2 separate regions of the Mus musculus genome follow, and region 2 is linked to region 1. A link is a contact called in public Hi-C data. All regions are on one chromosome and are shown on one strand. The core of a region is the stretch at or near the end of the contact, and the rest is flanking DNA. Distances in the headings are between cores, read along the strand shown. Region 1 holds the start of Slc39a10 (solute carrier family 39 (zinc transporter), member 10). Region 2 has its middle 58 kb from the start of Gm39638.

Evidence for each region. Hi-C and Micro-C count contacts between places; a contact is called where the count stands out from the background.
Region 2: a contact with region 1 is called in a Hi-C map of cortical neurons, with 2.1 times the contacts expected there. The contact joins the enhancer-like site here to the promoter of Slc39a10 in region 1. A contact is called at or near these places in 1 of 39 promoter capture datasets (hippocampal neurons), 5 of 484 Hi-C or Micro-C datasets (cerebral cortex, cortical neurons, cranial neural crest and 1 more) and 2 of 115 datasets of contacts at active chromatin or transcription factors (astrocytes and neural progenitor cells).

The regions. Positions count from the first base shown.
Region 1 is chr1:46,851,522-46,855,282 of GRCm38.p6, forward strand. Slc39a10 (solute carrier family 39 (zinc transporter), member 10) reads right to left here and starts at 2,097. Exons shown (of 10, transcript NM_172653.3): 1 at 1,950-2,097.
Region 2 is chr1:47,191,680-47,195,378 of GRCm38.p6, forward strand. No RefSeq gene overlaps it. Among named protein-coding and RNA genes, the nearest start is that of Gm39638, 58 kb to the right of the region's middle. Within about 2 kb of position 1,537, at least 10 of the 459 cell types and tissues checked have an H3K27ac peak or open chromatin away from gene starts, as enhancers often do. A contact at or near this core is called in cortical neurons, where this site is marked.

The sequences.
Region 1 (3,761 bases), core at 847-3,346:
ATTATTTAATATATCCAAATATCTCCTAATTCACAAACAAAAGCTGAAAACACTTCTGGTCCTGAACATTTCAGATAAAGGGTATTCACCTGCATAGCTCATGATACATATCCATACAGGCATACATTATTTGCAGTACTAACAATTAAGTGTAGATTTGTGCAAACCCTGGGCAAGTTTCCTACCACTCAGCTCTTTTACTTAACTTTTAAGACAAGCTCCAGGACTCTAACTTGCCAGCTTCCTTCCTCAGTCTCCTCCCACCCCTGCTCCCAAAGTAGCTGGGTTTATAGATCTGTGCCTTCAGGTATCACCTGAGAAATCGTCTTTGCCACCTCTTTTAAAGTAGCACCAAAACCATTCATTCTTGCGCATGGGTTCCTAACCACGCTTAGTTGATAGAATTCAGTTTTGTCAATTTGGGGAGAGATTAAAACCACTGAAATTCAGTTACTTTTCGGTGAGGATGTAACTTCCTGAATACAGGCCAAAATTACAGTAATACAAAACACTTAAATCCTTTAAGTATAATTTTTAGTTCTTGCTAGTTTGAAGTTAGTCATTATTAGGCAGGCCAGTACCGTTGATATTTAATGCTTTATTCAAGTATGGCTTACTCCATCAAAGCCAAATAGTTTCCCATTAACTCTTTCAATGTAACTTTATGTACCCTTAATAATCTATAGTCACAATCCAAGACCCTTATTCTAGAAAACACCAAATGCTAAAAATGCCCACCAGCACATTTTATTTCCTTCACAGCATTTATCACTTTATCACTGATGTGTCTTTCATCCTACTGTAATGTCCAATGCACATAGGAAGAGGGGTGTGTGGGATGGACTCCCAAGGTCCAGGAGAAATGACTCACAAGGTACTCAAATACTTGTAGATTACGGGAATCCTAACATTACTCTGTACACAGAAGTTCTGCTTTGTTTAGGCTTCCCAATAGCACTGTTAACAATTCTAAGCCTCCAGCTCTTGTATTACTTTTTCTTAATTACCATTAGATACACATCCAAAAAGAAAACATACAAGAAACCTGTCACCCGCTAGTTACCGCACTTAACGGAGACATAAATAAGTTTCTAGGAGACGGTGGGTTGTACTGTCTTTTAACTCATGCTTTGTGTCACTTGGAGCAGACACTGGGGTGAAGGACCCTTCCAAATCGGTGGCGGGGCGTCCTGCGGTGAGATTTCTTCCACGTGCCCAGCTCCTTAAACTCGGCCCATGTGGACAGGCTCCCACGTGAACGCGTCTTCTCAGAAGCCGCAGGAAGCCCTTCCACGTCACGCCACCCGACGCCTCGCCAGGCTGGAGAGTTCCGAAGACCCCCCCCCCCCCAAGGGAGGAGCGAAGCGTGGAGCGGATGCGGACCCCGCGGTGGGCCGGCCACTTCCCTCCGCTCCCAACCGCGCCCACGCCACCCTACACCCCGGTGGCCGGGAACAAAGCCCGCGGCCGCACCACGGTCGCCCCACAACCCGGCTCCGGGACCCGTGGGCTGCGCCACACGCAGTTCCCGCGCGCCCCACCGAGCCTTTTCGGTTGGCCCGGAGCTGAGCGGCCGCCGTCCGTTACCCCCCGCAGACGAGCCCCTGGGACCTGCCTCGGGTCCCGGGTCCCCCGTACGGCGGCCGCGGGAAGCCCGCGCAGCCCTCAACCGGCGCTGCCCGCTCCGCGGCCCCGCAGCAGGCCGTGGGGCGCGGGTCCCCCACCGCCGACGCGGCACACTCGGCTGGCCCCAGCCTCACGCGCCGCTCTCCTGCTCGCCGCCACCGCCTGCAGCAGCTGCGAACACACGCGTCCCAACCCAGAGGCCCCGGTGCCAGCCCCAACCCGGCCGCCCAGCCTCCCCAGCCGTCCCGGGACTCCCAGGCTCCGCCGCGCACGGGGCCGGTTCTGGGGGAGGGAATGTAAACAAATCGGGGTTTTATAGTTACCTCACACTCGAGTGCCGTGTGCATCTCCTCTCCGCTCGGTACCAAACCCCGGCTGCACCCAGTCGTGTATTCTCCAAAGCCGCCTGCGCTATCTGCGTCGCGGAGCCTAGCGCGAGAGCCGGCGCTCTACGCCGACGGCGCACTCAGCCTGCTCCGGCTCCCTGCGCAGCCGCACCCTGGCCGCCTCAGCGCTACGCCGGCGGCGCACCCGGCCCGCTCGGGCGCCCTGCGCAGCCGCACCTCGGCCTGATCGGCGCTACGCCGGCGGCGCACCGGCAGCGTTCAGCCATTCACTTCGCGGACGCGCCTGGCGTAGGAGAGCGGCGGCACCGGCGGGAGCTACACCGACTGGCGGCAACTGGAAGAAATTAGATCTACGCAAATTGCGGAGCTCTGTAGCTCCGCGCTAGTTTTGTTCTGAGAAAGGACTCCTCGGGGATTGGGGGGAGTTGGGGCGGCTTTTAACGCATGCGTGGAACGGCCTTGGTCGCCTCGCCTGGCCTCGCACGTCGGTTGCTGAGGCCTTGGGCTAGCGGATGAGACGTAGAAGCCTGGAGAACGAGCGTCCTAGGCCGAAGTTTCGGAGTGATCAATTAGGATTGCTGATCTGTACACGGGTTAGACATCTATATTAAATTAACTCCGCCCCCTCTGTCCCAGCGACCGTGCCAGTCTCTGGGCAAAACTAAACTTTAGTGCTATGTGCAAAGTGTTTTGCATAACTCCCCCCACCGCACCCCCATTTAAAGAGCACTTACAGTGGGACTTCCCAAACAGAAAGGAGTTGAGTTTAAAAATGTCACGTAGTTCTGGTAGCTTTGGGTACCCATCCAAGGACTTCCCACCACCTTCTCTTACTGGAACAGTTTTACACCCAAAGGCAAGCCCCCCCCCCCCCATCCGCCCAGCAACACCGGTGCATTCATGCTTATATCCTGCCTGTTCTTGGATCCCTTTGCTCACACCGCCATTCTCAATGGCCTCCTCCCCTCTTAAGCAACTAACAACCCACAATTTTCTTAAAAGGAGGCTCGGCAAACTCTTTGCTTCATTATTCATTACTCTGCTTCCTGACTCTTAATTCATGTCTAGGCTTATTTGTATTCTGCCCAGATGCCTGTGTTTCTGTATTCAAGCTGAGCGTATTTACTAGTGAAAGTGAATTCTGGCCTTGCTTTATGGATGAACAGAGTGCATATAACTCTGAGCAGTAGTAATTGCCAGCTTTATGTATCAGGTACCTCCAGCATGCTTTGCGTGTGTATTAATTTAATATTCCTAACAGACTGAAGAATGACTACCCAGGAAATAAAGTCATAGGAAATAAGTAACTTGCCTGAGAGAACCGAGGAGGGGCATAGAAAGCCAAACCTATTCGGTATGGCTACGTGGCCTGTCTCGCTGACTTGAACTCCATGAAAGAAGCTGTTTTGCCTTTTGTTTTCTACCTGTACACGGAACATCTTTCGAGTGCTTAATGAGTGGCTAAAACCACAGTGAGCTTCTTCTACTCCTCTTTCTCTGCTGTCAAAGGAAGACATTCTGATAAGTCCTCAGGCCTCAACATTAGTGGAAGAAGATAGCAGAGTGACCACAGTCCTCAGACCCATGAATTAAGCTGGGGATTACACAAAAAGTAATGACTTAAGTTGTATAGAGTTTACCAGTAGATCCTTTGGGTACAAAGCATTAAAATATCCAATTTGCCATGGTATTTTAAGGCTTCTAATTATTTGATTAAACACATTGTCAATATATATATATATATATATATATATATATATATATATATATATATATATATTTATAAAC
Region 2 (3,699 bases), core at 287-2,786, 340 kb after region 1:
ATTTTGGATCTGCTAAGTCATATATAAATGAAAAAATCATGTTAAAGCTCACTCTCGACTGACAGCTGTGTAGGAAGGAGTGTCCCATAACAGGATTTAATTAAACTCTATAAGAAATTTGCTTAAGCACTTTGCCAGAAATGTTAATTTTTTCCCCAAAGGAAAAAAATTGGCTTTTATATTGCGCTTAAGTCAGTTTATTTTTCCTGCAGAGGGTCTTGCAGTGGAGAAGAATTTAAGAAACCTGATTCTTGCCCTGTTTCATCTGACTCACTGGATGAGTTGTCAAAGACTTCTTATTCACACTTGCCTTGGACTTACACAGTAAAAGTAGACACAGACTAGATAAGTTTTAAGCTATTTTATATCTCCAAAATTCTGTAATCCTATACATTAAAACTAGTGACCACTGTTACTAAATTAACAGTAAACAATAGAAAAATTAAAATTATAAATTTAATAAAAAACAGTCTATTAATATTTGAAACCTGAATAAGCTGCTCCACATTGAGGTGGATAGTGAAATGGCTCAGTATTTAAACAAACTACACTTGTATATCAGTGTAAGTTACAAGTATGCCACCTATGAAGGTTAATTGCCAACTAGACAGGATATAGGATCACTAACAAGAAAAGCCTTTGGCATGTCTGTGAGGGCATGCATTATTTTTATTTTCTCTACTGTGTTAATTCTCAGAAGTTCAAAGGATATTGATTTAAAAACAGACAGGCCATCACAGACAAAGCTTAGAGAGGAGCTTTAGTTCTTTATTGTTATTTTCATTCTCCACATTCTAACAGATAAAGAAGTCTGAGCACAAGGCCCCTGCTTTTCCCACATTTCCCTGAAACCATGGAGAGACATATGTATCCTTTTTGCATTCTGATATATTTAGTAAAGTGCTGAGTTTAAAACATAAAGACAGGTAAGGTAAGCCATGTTAAATATCTGAAACAATGGGAAGGTGATTTTAAGTTCAGCATACATTAATGGATCAAGGGAAGCCGAGAAGAGTTCATGGAGTTGGACTACGAAGTTTCAGTTCTCATGCTGAGTGTTTGGATAAGGGTAATTGAGGTGGGACGGCTCACCCTTAGTGTGGTGTGGTGGCATGACTGTCCAAAGGATGCCCTGGACTGAATAAAAGGAGAAAGCAATCTGAACTCTACCATTCATAAATCTGGGCTTCCTGATTGTGGATTCAATGTGAGCAGAGGTCTCAAGTGACGGTGCAATGACTTCCCTTTAAACTGTGAGCCAAATGTCTTTCCCACATGTTGTCTTTTATCAGGATATTTTATCACAGCAAGAAGGAAACTAAGACATCATCGTATCCACAGTCATACACAAGCACATTCACTGACTGCAACTTTGTAACTCTTTAAATGAGAGAAGACTAACAATGGATTTTCTTTCCCCAATACAGTTAAAGAGAAACTAAAAATACTGTCTGATCATTACTCCTCTATAGCACAGAGCATCTGTTTCCACTAACCACCCACTCTGGTGTTCTTTTCTAGGTCTTCATCCAAACACCAGCTTGCTGTTTACGCCTCTGCAGCAGTCGGGACCTTTCCCCACTGAGACTGACTCACCAAGCCCTGCCAGTGTTAATTTTGTTAAATTCAGATTCAGGAGAAGTTGGAATCTTTATTTCAAGGCAGAGATGCAAAGAGTCAATCAGAATCGTGTTCTTTTTCATCCAGAAATTTTTTTTTTATTGCAGAGAGGGAGTATGCAATGTTCTTTGAAGATGTTTGTCTTCTGCCTACAGTTGTCTCCATACAGTTTATTATGTCATGTTATAAGAAGAGTAATTCCTTGTACATTTCTGACGTTCTGGGCATTTGGGTGCTAATATGGATTTTTATCCTGCAATGGAAGAAAACCCAAAGAACCAAACAGTTAGTGCTTGCTGACAGTTCTGTTGATAAGTCTGCTTCAGTGGAAATAATCAAGGAAAACATTGGTATTATTAGGACCTTAGTCCTGGGCTTCTTTCACCAAGGTTACCCAAGTTCTCCCAGTTGAAGGGAAGGAAGAAGCCTTTCCTAGTAACAAGAATTGTGTTGCTGAGAATCTGATACCATGTACAATGCCATTCTAATGACCTAGCCCTACCTGGTACCTGCATTATGGGAGGGAAATCTGATCTTGAGGTTGGCCATGATAGAAGCTTTCCTTATTAAACTAGGGTAATTCAAGTCTATGGAAAATCTTAACCTACCTAAGCGTATATCTGTGTCCAGATTCACATTCTTGTGCTTCTGGTTTAGTGAGGCCTACAAGCAGGTCTTCTTTACTGTGGCTCCCCAGTGTCCCTAGTAGTGACTTTCAGGCAACCATTGTTGGCTGGAGGGATGAAGCAGGGCTCTGAATTCCTCCCATCTTCTCTATCCATATCATCCTGCCTTCTTTCAAAAAGGATTCAATCTTACACGCGTTCTCGCGACCGGCCAGGAAGAACGCAACAAGCCGGAATCTTCTGCGGCAAAGCTTTATTGCTTACATCTTCAGGAGCCAGAGAGCAAGAGAGCAAGAGAGCTCTATTGCTTACATCTTTAGGAGCCAGAGCGCTAGAGCGCAAGAGAGCAAGAGAGAGAATGGCGAAACCCCATCCCTTTTAAGGAGAATTATCCTCCGCCTAGGACGTGTCACTCCCTGATTGGCTGCAGCCCATCGGCCGAGTTGTCGTCACGGGGAAGGCAGAGCACATGGAGTGGAGAATTACCCTTGGCACATGCACAGATTATTTGTTTACCACTTAGAACACAGGATGTCAGCGCCATCTTGCAACGGCGAATGTGAGGGCGGCTCCCCACAATTCAACAACAAAGAAATTGTGTGCCTGCTTAGACTGACTTCTAGCCCAGAATGTCATATGAGGATTTTTAAATGCTACATTCTTGTAGGGAACTCCCAGTCTTGTGTGCTTATAAACCCATCAGTCAGTAAATCTGCAGCACAACAGGTGATCAGGACTAAGGTCCATGCCTGAGGCCTGCTGCTGTCAGATGTCTATTTCCCTTGGAATGTGCAAATGCTAAGGCAGATGTGCAATTATGCCATGCAGTATTTTGGGCCTGTCCCTTGTGAATAAAGTTGCTTTCATCACTTCAGAATGGATCTTTTGTTAATCTCTTTGGCCAGCCAGTTCCTCTCAAGACAGATGTTGGTATACTCCATGTATGTCTCTGCACATATTTATGTATCTATGTGCACATTATTTTGTAAATAAATGAAAAATATGTGGACCTATGTGGGCACATTTAATTTATTTAATCTTGGAATAAAATTAGGTAAATTAATTTAGATTAAACTGAGGTACATAAATCGGTATGAAAACAAAAGAAAAAGTTGTTCTAATTTTGATTTTTAAAAATCTAGTGTGAAGATTTGCCTTTTTGCTTATGACTGTAATTGATGTTTTCACTGTTGTTGTTTTTTTTCCTTTTTATTATTATTATTTTTTTGAGAGCTTCCTTTTCTCCAAGCGTTTACTGTGAACACATCCCTGCAACTTCCTGACAGTCATGCTATGAGAAGTTAGAGTTATTTAAGGAAGGACATGTATAATGTTGTGTAAAGTTGGGTTTAGGTCTAATCGTATGATCTGATTTTGAGTTTAGCTTAGTGAAGATTCCCTTTTAAAGCATGATCTTATTAATTAGCAATCAGGAGGCCTGGGCTTTATTATA